Linked DNA regions of Rattus norvegicus: region 2 is linked to region 1. A link is a contact called in public Hi-C data. All regions are on one chromosome and are shown on one strand. The core of a region is the stretch at or near the end of the contact, and the rest is flanking DNA. Distances in the headings are between cores, read along the strand shown.

What was found. Hi-C and Micro-C count contacts between places; a contact is called where the count stands out from the background.
Region 2: a Hi-C map of liver shows a contact between it and region 1, with 4 times the contacts expected there. The contact joins two enhancer-like sites. A contact is called at or near these places in 2 of 12 Hi-C or Micro-C datasets (both in liver).

The regions. Positions count from the first base shown.
Region 1 is chr19:63,366,802-63,371,862 of GRCr8, forward strand. The region is part of intron 1 of Cdh13 (cadherin 13); the gene reads left to right. Among named protein-coding and RNA genes, the nearest start is that of Cdh13, 110 kb to the left of the region's middle. Within about 2 kb of position 3,225, at least 3 of the 93 cell types and tissues checked have an H3K27ac peak or open chromatin away from gene starts, as enhancers often do. A contact at or near this core is called in liver, where this site is marked.
Region 2 is chr19:63,490,176-63,495,469 of GRCr8, forward strand. All of the region lies in intron 2 of Cdh13 (cadherin 13), which reads left to right. Among named protein-coding and RNA genes, the nearest start is that of Cdh13, 230 kb to the left of the region's middle. Within about 2 kb of position 1,641, at least 6 of the 93 cell types and tissues checked have an H3K27ac peak or open chromatin away from gene starts, as enhancers often do. A contact at or near this core is called in liver, where this site is marked.

The DNA.
Region 1 (5,061 bases), core at 1,975-4,474:
AAGAGTGACCTACCCTCAGGTGACAACTGAGGGAGGGACTCCTTGAATCTGAGGGCAGCAACCACACTTCACTTGGGAGTGGACAGAGAAACATGGTCTTAGGCCCCCACCCAAAGCCTCTTGAAATGGGATCAGATTTTAACAAGATCCCTGGGAGATCTAGACAGCAGGGTTAAAGGATCCCCTCCTCAGGTACTTCTGCTTTCTCCATATGCATTACATGGGGGAAGGAAAGGGCTGTATATATATTTTTAATAGCGGCAGAGAGAAGTATTTATCTTTTTTGGCGGAGTGGTTTTCAAAGCAGGGTCCCTAGATCAGGAAATCCTGGAAATCTGTAAGAAATGTAAATCCTCAGTATTCTCCCAGACTCATGGCCCCAGAAATGATGGGGAACGGGGCTGTTTAACAAGTCTCCCTGGTAACGTTGTGGGTTAGAGTTTGAGAATCATTGCCTCTGTGCTAGTGAAAGGGCTTTATTGTTTAAACAGAAATCTTGGAGGGTTTTGAGTCTATTTAGAAATTAGTTTCTCTAAGGTGTTTTCATATTTTTGAATATCTGCATGGTGTAAATATGTGAATTATGTCTACTCTGGGGCCTTAGGGATAGTAGCAAGGTTGTTAGCTTAAAAAAACCAATGTGGGGGGCTGGGGATTTAGCTCAGTGGTAGAGCGCTTACCTAGGAAGCGCAAGGCCCTGGGTTCGGTCCCCAGCTCCGGGGGGAAAAAAAAAAAAAAAAAACAATGTGACTTTCTTTTCAATTTGGATCCCTTCTCCAACAGGCTGCAACTGAGAATATTCCATGCGTGTGCTGGGGTGAGTGTGTGTGTGTGTGTGTGTGTGTGTGTGTGTGTGTGTGTGTGTGCATGTGGTTTGTAGAGGAAAATGAATGTGTCTGCATATGTTTGTATGTGTTTGTGGTGTGTATGTGTAGGGGTGTGTGTGTGTGTGTGCGGTGACTGTTGTGTATGTGAGAGAGAAAGTGTGTACATGTGTGTTTGCTAATATTGATGAATATAGAGAGCAAAGGTCATTGTTGAGCATTGTCCTTCCGGAGCCATCCAACTTTTTTTGTGAGGAGTGGGGGAAAGAGAATCTCTCTCAGTGATACCTGAAGATGGCTGATTTCACTAGGCTGACTGACCGACAAGTCCCAAGGATCATCCTGTCCTTGCCTCCCCAGCGTTGGGGTGACAGCCCTGTGGTAAATGCCTAGTAGTTTTAAAACACAGGTGCTGGGGATTCGAACTCAGGTCTTCATCTTGCGCAGCAAAGACTTTACCATATCATCAGGTCTGCTGAGTTTTCAAGTATTTCTCAGTGCAGAAAAGTCTAGACGAAAAGTCTTCTGTGTCCTCTTTAACCCTGCCCCCCACTGCCATCTGACCCAGAAGCTGGACTGTCCTATGTGACTCACTGGCTTTTTAATGTCACAGCTACGGACTCTGCCAAAGGCCTGGCTGCTTCTCCACAGTGTGACGTACATCTGCTAAGAAAAGAGACTGGATTCACAGTCTGCAGGAAACGACTCTCATTATTGTAGCCTGCCCATGTTCCTATTCGGAAGAGGCCTTTGCTATACAAGGCAATGGGTTCTCTAAGTGGAGCAGACTCTGCTCCTTTTCTTCTGACTCCCAGGACAAGATGATGGTTCCTGCCCTTAATTGTGTGTGCAATTTGTCAGTGAAAATGGGCTCTGAGTAATCTCTCTGTGGTCATGAGTGGAGAGGCTGTTCTGAGAGTTGAACTTTGATTCCATGTGAACAAGAGTCGGGGCTTCTTTGGGTTTTGTTGTTTTGTTTCCCTTGGATTGTGACCTTAAAGTGAGTCAGCAGTGGGACCCAGCTGCCAAAAGACAAATAAAGGACAGATGAAAGAAAGAGAACACCCCGAATGGACGAATGGGCGGTGATTGAACAGTGCACAGGAATGGGGCACACAGGTCCATTGTTGTGTAACAAACCAGGGAATTTCCAGGAAGTAAAATGACAATAGCCAATTCTGTCTCTATGCCAACCTGTTGCGAGTCCTGTACAGACCAGATGTCTTGATGAGTACCACTGTCTCTGTTCTTCAAGATCCATGCCAGACCATTCTGCATGGATGGTCTAGGGTGCAGGTCTTACCCAGCAGATAGAATACATCTTTATTACATTTAATACATTAGATTATTTTATATGTAAGCAAAGGCTTGACAGAAAAACACTTCCTCTCCACTCCTTTATCACCCCCATCCCCTCATTTCTGTTATCAGTAGACACATACAGAGAGATCTATAGAAGCTTCTGGCTGAGATTTTTTTTTTCCAGTAACTATAAGAATGAATGTTTTGTAGGTCGAGGGGTGGGCACATGGGAGTAAAGTAACCAGCTTCCTAATTAAGCATCATGGAAGGCATATTCTTGGATTGAGAATTCTCAACTACCCCCTTCAGCCAACTGTCTGGGGAAGTGTTGTGCTCAAAGGAGGCACCTACGTTAACTGTACCGGCTTGTGTGAGTTCTGGAAGCCAGAGTTACACAGGGTAAGTGGAGAGTAATTCCCCCAGGCATCAGTGTTTGGTGGACAGTGGTAGACATAAATCAGGAAGCAGATGGTAAGGAGCTCTCTGGCCAGAAATAAGAAGATCTTTCTTGCTAAGTAAACAAGGTAGGTCTTGATCTAAAGGACCAGAACCTCCCTGGACATCCAGGAAAGATGTCTATTCTTTAATCTGTTTTTGGAAAACCAGCCTCACAGATCTTGGCCCAAGGGTGTATTCCTGCCTGACTCCAATTTTATCTTACATTTTTATTGTGTTCTCTTTGTTCCTGGGGAACTCGCCGGATTTTCCTCTTATGGACTAGAAGACCTCCAGTCTATATGTTATACTCTAATGACCCAGTGGGAAACTGGAGTTGCTGCCCAGGAATTGCTTGAAAGCTGAACTTGGTTTCCCTCTCGCTGTTGCCTTAAGAAGGTCTCAGGCAGAGCGGGAAGACTTTACATGACGTACTTTTGCTTTTGTGATAACGAAAAGAAAGAAAGAAAAAAAAAACCGGACAGAACACTTCCAGCCAACGGATGTTGGACAGAACAGCATGAACGATGCTCTCCTCAGTCTACCTGGAGCTTGTTAACATCTAGAATCAAGAGCTCGGCTTACACTGCCTCCTCTTCCCCAAAGCAGAGGCACTGCCTCCTCTTCCCCAAAGCAGAGGCAAAGACTTTAAAGTCCACATTTGGGTTACAGCTGAGCACACGCAGTTAGTAAATATTTAGCAAGCTCCTTTAATGCTATGACTGGTCACTTGAAACAACTGCCTTTGAATACGCTTTCATTTAGACAGAGAAGCTGCCGGCTCTAGCAGGGATGAAGGGCAAGCATCTGTCAGCAAAAACATGGGAGCAGTTCTCTCTTCAGTCCGACCCCCTGCCCCTCTCACCCTCTCTCTTCCTTTACTTACTTCCCCATTTCTGACACCTGCATGCTTTAGTGCATGCTGTCACGCGCAAAGTCCTGTGGTGTGTGTCAACTGTCCCAGTGCCAGATAACACAGGTCAGGGTTTACAGTCAAGGGTAGCTTCATAGCTATGGACCATTAAAGCCTGCATGTTGCTCTGTGTACACAAGACACGTCCGTACTTATAGCATTTGGTTTCAACCGTCATGGATTTAAAATCCCTAATGTATTTTAAGAGTGTCCTACACATGAAGTTTAACTGGGCCAATGACAAATGAGCTGGAGTCTGTTGCTTCATATCCCAGGCAGACCTGTTTTCCTGGGACAGGTTCTTAGCCAACTCATCCACCCCAGCGTCTCAGCATGGACCAGAGCTGTGAGACTTACACAAGTTAAGTCAGGTATGGTGGCTTCAGCCCAGACAGAACCACAAGGGAGAGCTCCTGGTATCTAAGAGGATCTGTATTTGCCCTTTGGCTTTTCATGTAGTAAATAAACACACCGCAGTAAGCTGAGAAAGGGGAGAAGCTGAAACTCTCAGCCTGCTTTAAGAACAAGGAACCCCACATTTTCATCTTACATCCATTCCTGCAAATTTTGTGGCTCACTCTGCCTGGGCTTTTAGTGTCTAGCAGTATACAGGGCTGCTGGGCAGAGGAGAAATTGGAGCCCATCCTCAGGTGAGTCTTCGAAAACACTCTCAGGACAAAATGCAATGAAAGCAGTCGATCCAGCCAGAACCACTCAGTTGGGGAGCCGATGGGTCACGTCCATCTCCCAGCAACATCGTGGCTCGAGCATCATGAAATAATGCCCACGTCTCTTCGTCTGAGCAGTTGTATGAAAAGCTCCACAACCAAATTGGGGAAAACAAGATGATAACTAAAATTAGCAGATCGTCCCCCAGAGCCTCAGCCTGGGACGCAAGTGTTATTTACTGTATCAACTAACAAGGCAGGCTGGTGACACTGAACACACACCCGTCTTCTCCAGCAGATTCCCTTTCTCATTATGTAAATGGGATGGCCCGAGGTGTGAGTGTGATGAATAGAATAATAAGTACGGATGTAGTAGAGCTAATAACTGATTTCTTGGGACTATCAATGCCTGGGCGAAGACCTTGGCAATGACAGATAGAAAGCAGGATGCAGAAGGGAAGTTTTCCCTCTTCCTCTGTTTCGGCGCCACCCTCCTTCTCTGGCTGTCCTACCTACCAAGGCTCCAAGTACCTAGAACATTCTCCTGCACCATCCTGTGGGTCCTAAACAGCTTTTCCTGGTGCCTGGTTTTAATAGATACTTGCACATTTTCTGAATGACTGTTGCAACTCTAAGATTTATTTTATCTTGAATTGGGTGCATGCATGTGTGTATGTGTGCATGTGTGTACGCGCACATGCGTATGTGGAGGTAGAGTTACATTGTTTGTAAACTGCTAGGTGTGAGAGCTTGGACACAAACACAAGTCTTCAAAAAGGCCATGATGCAGTCTAAATATTTATTTTTATGAATATATGTGTGTGTGCCTAGGTGGATTTATACGCACCACATACATACACATTTCTGAGGAAGGGCACAGGGCATTACATCTCCTGGAGCTGGAGAAACAGGTGGCCTG
Region 2 (5,294 bases), core at 391-2,890, 120 kb after region 1:
GTGAGAGAACCTGGGTGTAGGCGGTTCCGTGGCATCATGATATGGCCCCCTATTCCTCAGCTCTGTTTTCTGAAGTGTCTGTTACAATCTCCTCTCTCAGATGTGTCCAAGGTGGCCACTGCGTCCTCTTCCGTTTCTTCTCCTAACTCAACCACCTAGAGCCTTTCTTTCTCAGGCATCCCAGCAAGCATGTCATGACTAACTGAATGGGCCAACCTGGGACATTCCCTATCACCGAACTAGACATGGTGTCCAAGAAGATTGAGTGTTCTTGTTGGCCTTGATTCTGAACTTCTGAAGAAGAAATTATGTTGGACTGGTAGTACAAGCAAGAGAGCCCACATATGAGGGACCGTGCTTTGTCCCTAAGACTCCCTTTCAGGGCTCGAATCCTATGACTGCAGGCTGTACACCATACACAAACGTTTGTAGAAGTTAGCACACAGGGAAATGGAGATGTCTTAGGTGGCTTGGGATGAAGACAACCATCCTGTCGTGCCAGGCTTCTTGCTGGCCATGCTGGTGGGCAGATTGCTTAATTAGGAACATCAGAGTCTAAGTGTCGCCATCTGGCCTGGCTCTCCAACCTGTTGAGTATCTTCATTCACATGGTCCTGCAACTGTCATAAATCTCTTTTGTTTCCGCTTTTCTTCAAGGGCTTAGGAATACAGGAACATATGGATTTACGGGAGTACCTCCTAATTGAAGGCATTAGAGCCACGTGGATCGGGACGCTTAATGAGTGAGGCAGCCAGATGCAAATTGGGAAAGATTAAGCATGGCTTTAAATAGTCTGAGAAGGCCGAGGATCTTATTATCCCATAATGGAACAAATTCGCACACATCCTAATAACTGCTTAGCGCCCTTGGTCCGTCCCTTTCACCTTCATTTTTATGGAAATCTTCTGTTGTCTGGAGATCAAGAAGGGAAGGCATGGGAAATACTTGCCAGCCCAAGTGTTCTCAAGCTTTCTTTTTCTTGACTGAGTTCGTGGTCTCTCATACCCAGCCACCTTTCATGCGCACACAGTTCTAACTTCTCATGCATGGGGAACAGTCCGCAGTCATAGCATGTGAGTCCTGAGGTGGGGTCTTAGTAGGGGGGATGGCAAAAGAGGGTATCTGCATGTGGATTAGTTGAAATAGTACCACTCTGTCACTGACCTGAAAGAGTTCAGCAAAGCTGGTTGTCAGGAAGGTCCTTAGATCTATCAACCTTAACCTCCCAGCACAGGATTATAAACACGAACAATCTTTCCTAGCTTTTTACATGGGTTCTGTGGAATAGCACTTTCCTGTCTGAGCCATTTCCCAAGCTCCCATCTGTGGCTTCTGTGTAGGTACTTTTGTGTTCTGAGGTATATACACTTCTTTTCCTGACCCCGCACTTCCCCCCTTCTTGGTCTCTGGACAGAGGGTAAGAATGTTTAAGAAGAGTTTCCTCCTGAGAATCAGTCAGGATCTGTTTTGGAACAGTCAGAGGTCACAGGGTACTTCAGATGAATATTGCACCATCCTACCAGCGGGCGGTGGAGCAACACCCTGTCACGAGACAGACTGCTGCTTCAGTAGTAGGACGTACAAATATTTACCCTGATCCAGTTCAAGTGAGGACCACAGATAGTATCACGCCATTTGGGCTTTGCTGCTGTGCGAGTTATGACGCACTTGAAGTAGGCCGAGCCTCCAGGATTTTGGGAAACTATAGACTGTTACTATCATCCTTGCAAGAAGATGTTCATCTGGTCGTCCCCCTCTGCCAGCTGCTTCTGGGGCAGCAGAGAGTGGTGGCTCGTTCTTCCCCTATGCTATTCCCCTACTGGTTTGCAACTTGGTAAACGGCATCTTGGCAGGCCATTCCTGCAAAGGGGCCGACTGCCATACCAGCTGATTTCTTTCCTCTCCCAAGCCAGAACATTTGTCAGCCATCCAGATCCCTGCGAACCGCACATGTCAGCTGATTCGGGAGACCTCCCAGAGGGTCTATTTTTAACTTAAACTGGTTTTCATTTCCATATGTATATATTAGATCCTACAGAGGGAAGGGGGACTCCAAATGAGGAAACATGGATTCTGAGTAACAGGGGAGAGATGTGGTTAACGCTTGGGAAACAGTGTCGAATGTGAGTCGCCCTCTCCATGTGGTGACCACGGTGCTTTGTTGCAGTGGAAGGACGGACTGTGAATTGGAATGGAGATGAGGAAAGAGGACGTAAATCCTGCTCGGTACACATTATGCTGTCCATTCCAAGTGCTTATGAAGGGTGTGAAGCTGAGCCCAGACCTGAATTAGGGACATCCAGGTCCATTGATGTCAGTGGTTGCTCAAGGGATGTCCAGAGTAGCAGGGAAGTGTGGACCAGAATCACACCCTGGTCTACAGTCAGGAGAGGGAGAGAAGCCATGGGTTATGCCTGAGGGCATGGGATCTCATGCTGGCAACTCTGATCACCCTTCCAGAGCTTTCTTCCTACAGACAAAATCAAGGCAGGGTTTGGTAAACCTAACTAGCTCTATACTTTGAAGAAAGATGTTTAATTAAATGGGGTGGTGGGGAGGAAATTATGTAGATCACAAATCCACCTAAACAAGGAGGCCTCAGGAGAGGATAGAACTAGAGCTTTAAGGGTTTTTAAGCAGTAAGAACTTGGAGCTAGGCGAGTGCAGATGTTTCTGCAAACAAACATAGGTAAATAGAAATGTAATTATTTCAAAGAAATAAAAATGTGAATATTTATATACATATACACGCACATATATATGAGTATATATATATATATAGTTACTGTATAATATATATGTGTATATATATATGTATATATGTATATAGTCACATGCCAGTGATTTTAATAATGTTTCAAAGCAAACAGTAAAGATAGGTGTGATCATGCACATTTGTCATTCTGGGAGTCAGGAGGCTGAGGCAGGAGGATGTCAAATTTGAGACAAATCTGTGCAGCATGGCTAGACCCTGTCTTAAGGACAAAACAAGAGGTGAAGGTGGGAAGGTCCAGCATACATTGGAGGAGTCAGATGTTTGCAAGCAATTTAATAATAGAGGGAGGCAGGTTAGAGCATATCAGTATTTATACTACAATTCATTACAGTAGCAAAATTACAGTACTGAAGTAACAACAAAATTGTTTCATGGTTGGGGGTCACCACAACATGAGGATCCATACTAAAGGGTTGTAGTATTAAGATGATTACGAATCACTGGGTTAAAGCAAGTGTGGTAAGCCTTATAGAAAGCTGGTTAGTGTCCTATTACCATCAGAATTATCTTTTGAATGCATGCCTTTCTTCTCTACTCCAAATTACCATGTAATTTCGCCAAGTCTGCAACCTCCAGCAAATTGTCAACAATGAGGGGATAGCTCGTGATTTCCTAGAGAGTTAAATAATCTTTGGACAGATAAGATAGCACCCCAAAGGAGATATCGACAGGACACAGCACCCACCTCCTTGTCCTACCCTTGCAAGTCGTATTCTTTTTCACAATAATGTGATAAAATGTTACAATCAAATTAAACAGGAGCCAGCGTTTCATAAAAGCAAGCTCTCAAAATGAGACTTGGTACACATGTGACTGTATCTTGTTCCTTTGATTTCTGTTTCTGTCTTGGGTTCTTAAGCATTTGTGTGTGGTCTATGCACCACATAGTCCTCTTGTGAAACCTGGCGGGAAGAGCTTAGCTGCAAATCCTTGTCAGCATCTGGAGTTACTGCTCAGACTCCTGGGAGAAACGCAGGAGGTCCAAGTTCTCTGGTCTAGAATTAGGTCACATAAGTAGAGGCTGTGTTTCTATAGAGGAGACTCAGAAAAAGCAAAAATCAAAGGCATGTATATAGTTCCTAAATTTTAAGAACTGACCTTCCCCTAACCCAGCAATATCAAGGGACCTGGGTGGTACTGAGTTCTTTCTAGAAAGATGGCTGCTACATGTAAATTCACCCATGTTTCCACACTGGTCAGCAAAGTAGTATGAATGATTCATGAGATGGAATGCCCCTCCAGAGTCCCCTCATCACCTTGACCTGTTCTCAAAAGGACAAGAAATAAATAGATATTTCCTGGTATTGGAGGGTTCAGCACCATTGATTGAAGGTCAGAAATTTGCCAGCTTTGAGTTAGGCATGACCAACTGACTTAAAGCTGTTAGCTACAGCAGGGTGTGGATATTCCGTATCCCATGACTGGGTTACTGCGTGATAAATGAGGCATTTGTTTCAAGGAGAAGACTGTTGACTCAGATAAATTGATCGCCTTGAATTTGCTGAAGTTGATAGCGGGGATATTGCTGGCCGAGAGTCTAATGTTCCTGGGTAGATTCTCTAAGACAAAGTAGCTAAGTCAGCTTGCCCCCGGTGGTCTCCATTCTCGGTGTGACTCACTGCGTTGTGCTGATCGCTCAGATCTCGAGTTCATACAAGTGACTGCTTGTTCCATGTTTTCATTTCCTAAAGGCCTGTCTTTGAAATACTGTTCTCCAGAAGGGCAACGGGATACAATGGAAGAAGAGCTATGATATCAAACAAGTTTAATGGCTTGTGGATTGATTGCTTGACTGACTGATTGGTTGGTTGGTTTTCTAGCTGTAGGTTCTTTTCTGACCTTTCCAATGTGAAGATATATAGTAAATGTTCTACAAGTCATGTATACAATCTACCTAATCCAAAATTATATTTCCTTCCCTCCAAAATTTCAGAGCTGGCCTTATAACCATCCTTATACACACATACCTACACATGCACACACATGCACACTCTTCTATAGTCTGGGCATGTACAATCAAACCATTTTTCTCCTCTTATCCAAGACTCGTGATTAGCCTGAGATACCAGGAATCAAACCCTGCCTCAGTTCTTGAGAGGGGAGAGCAAGGTGTGTGTATGGTCATTTTCTTTCCTACTCTTTTTCTAGGATTCTCCTGAGCTAAGAGATCATAAGACAGAGTGCAGTTGCTTTAGTAACTTTTCTTACAGCTGTAACTAAATACCTAAAGAGAATCAACTTTAGGGAGAAAGGCAGGGTTTTTTTTTTTTTTTTGTGGCTTATTGTCTGACGGGATACATTATGACAAGAAAGGCCTGGCTGCAGAAAGGTACAGATGGTTGGTCACACTGTATCTATAGTCAGAAAGCAGAGAATGAACCACCAGCAGAGCCAAACTATAAACGACCTTCCCTGGTGATACATTTTCTCCATCAAGGCACTAACAGAAAGATCCTGCTTCTCCTCAAACCCAGGGAACTGCTACCGCCTTCCCTTCCTCAGCTGAGCTCCTCCAGT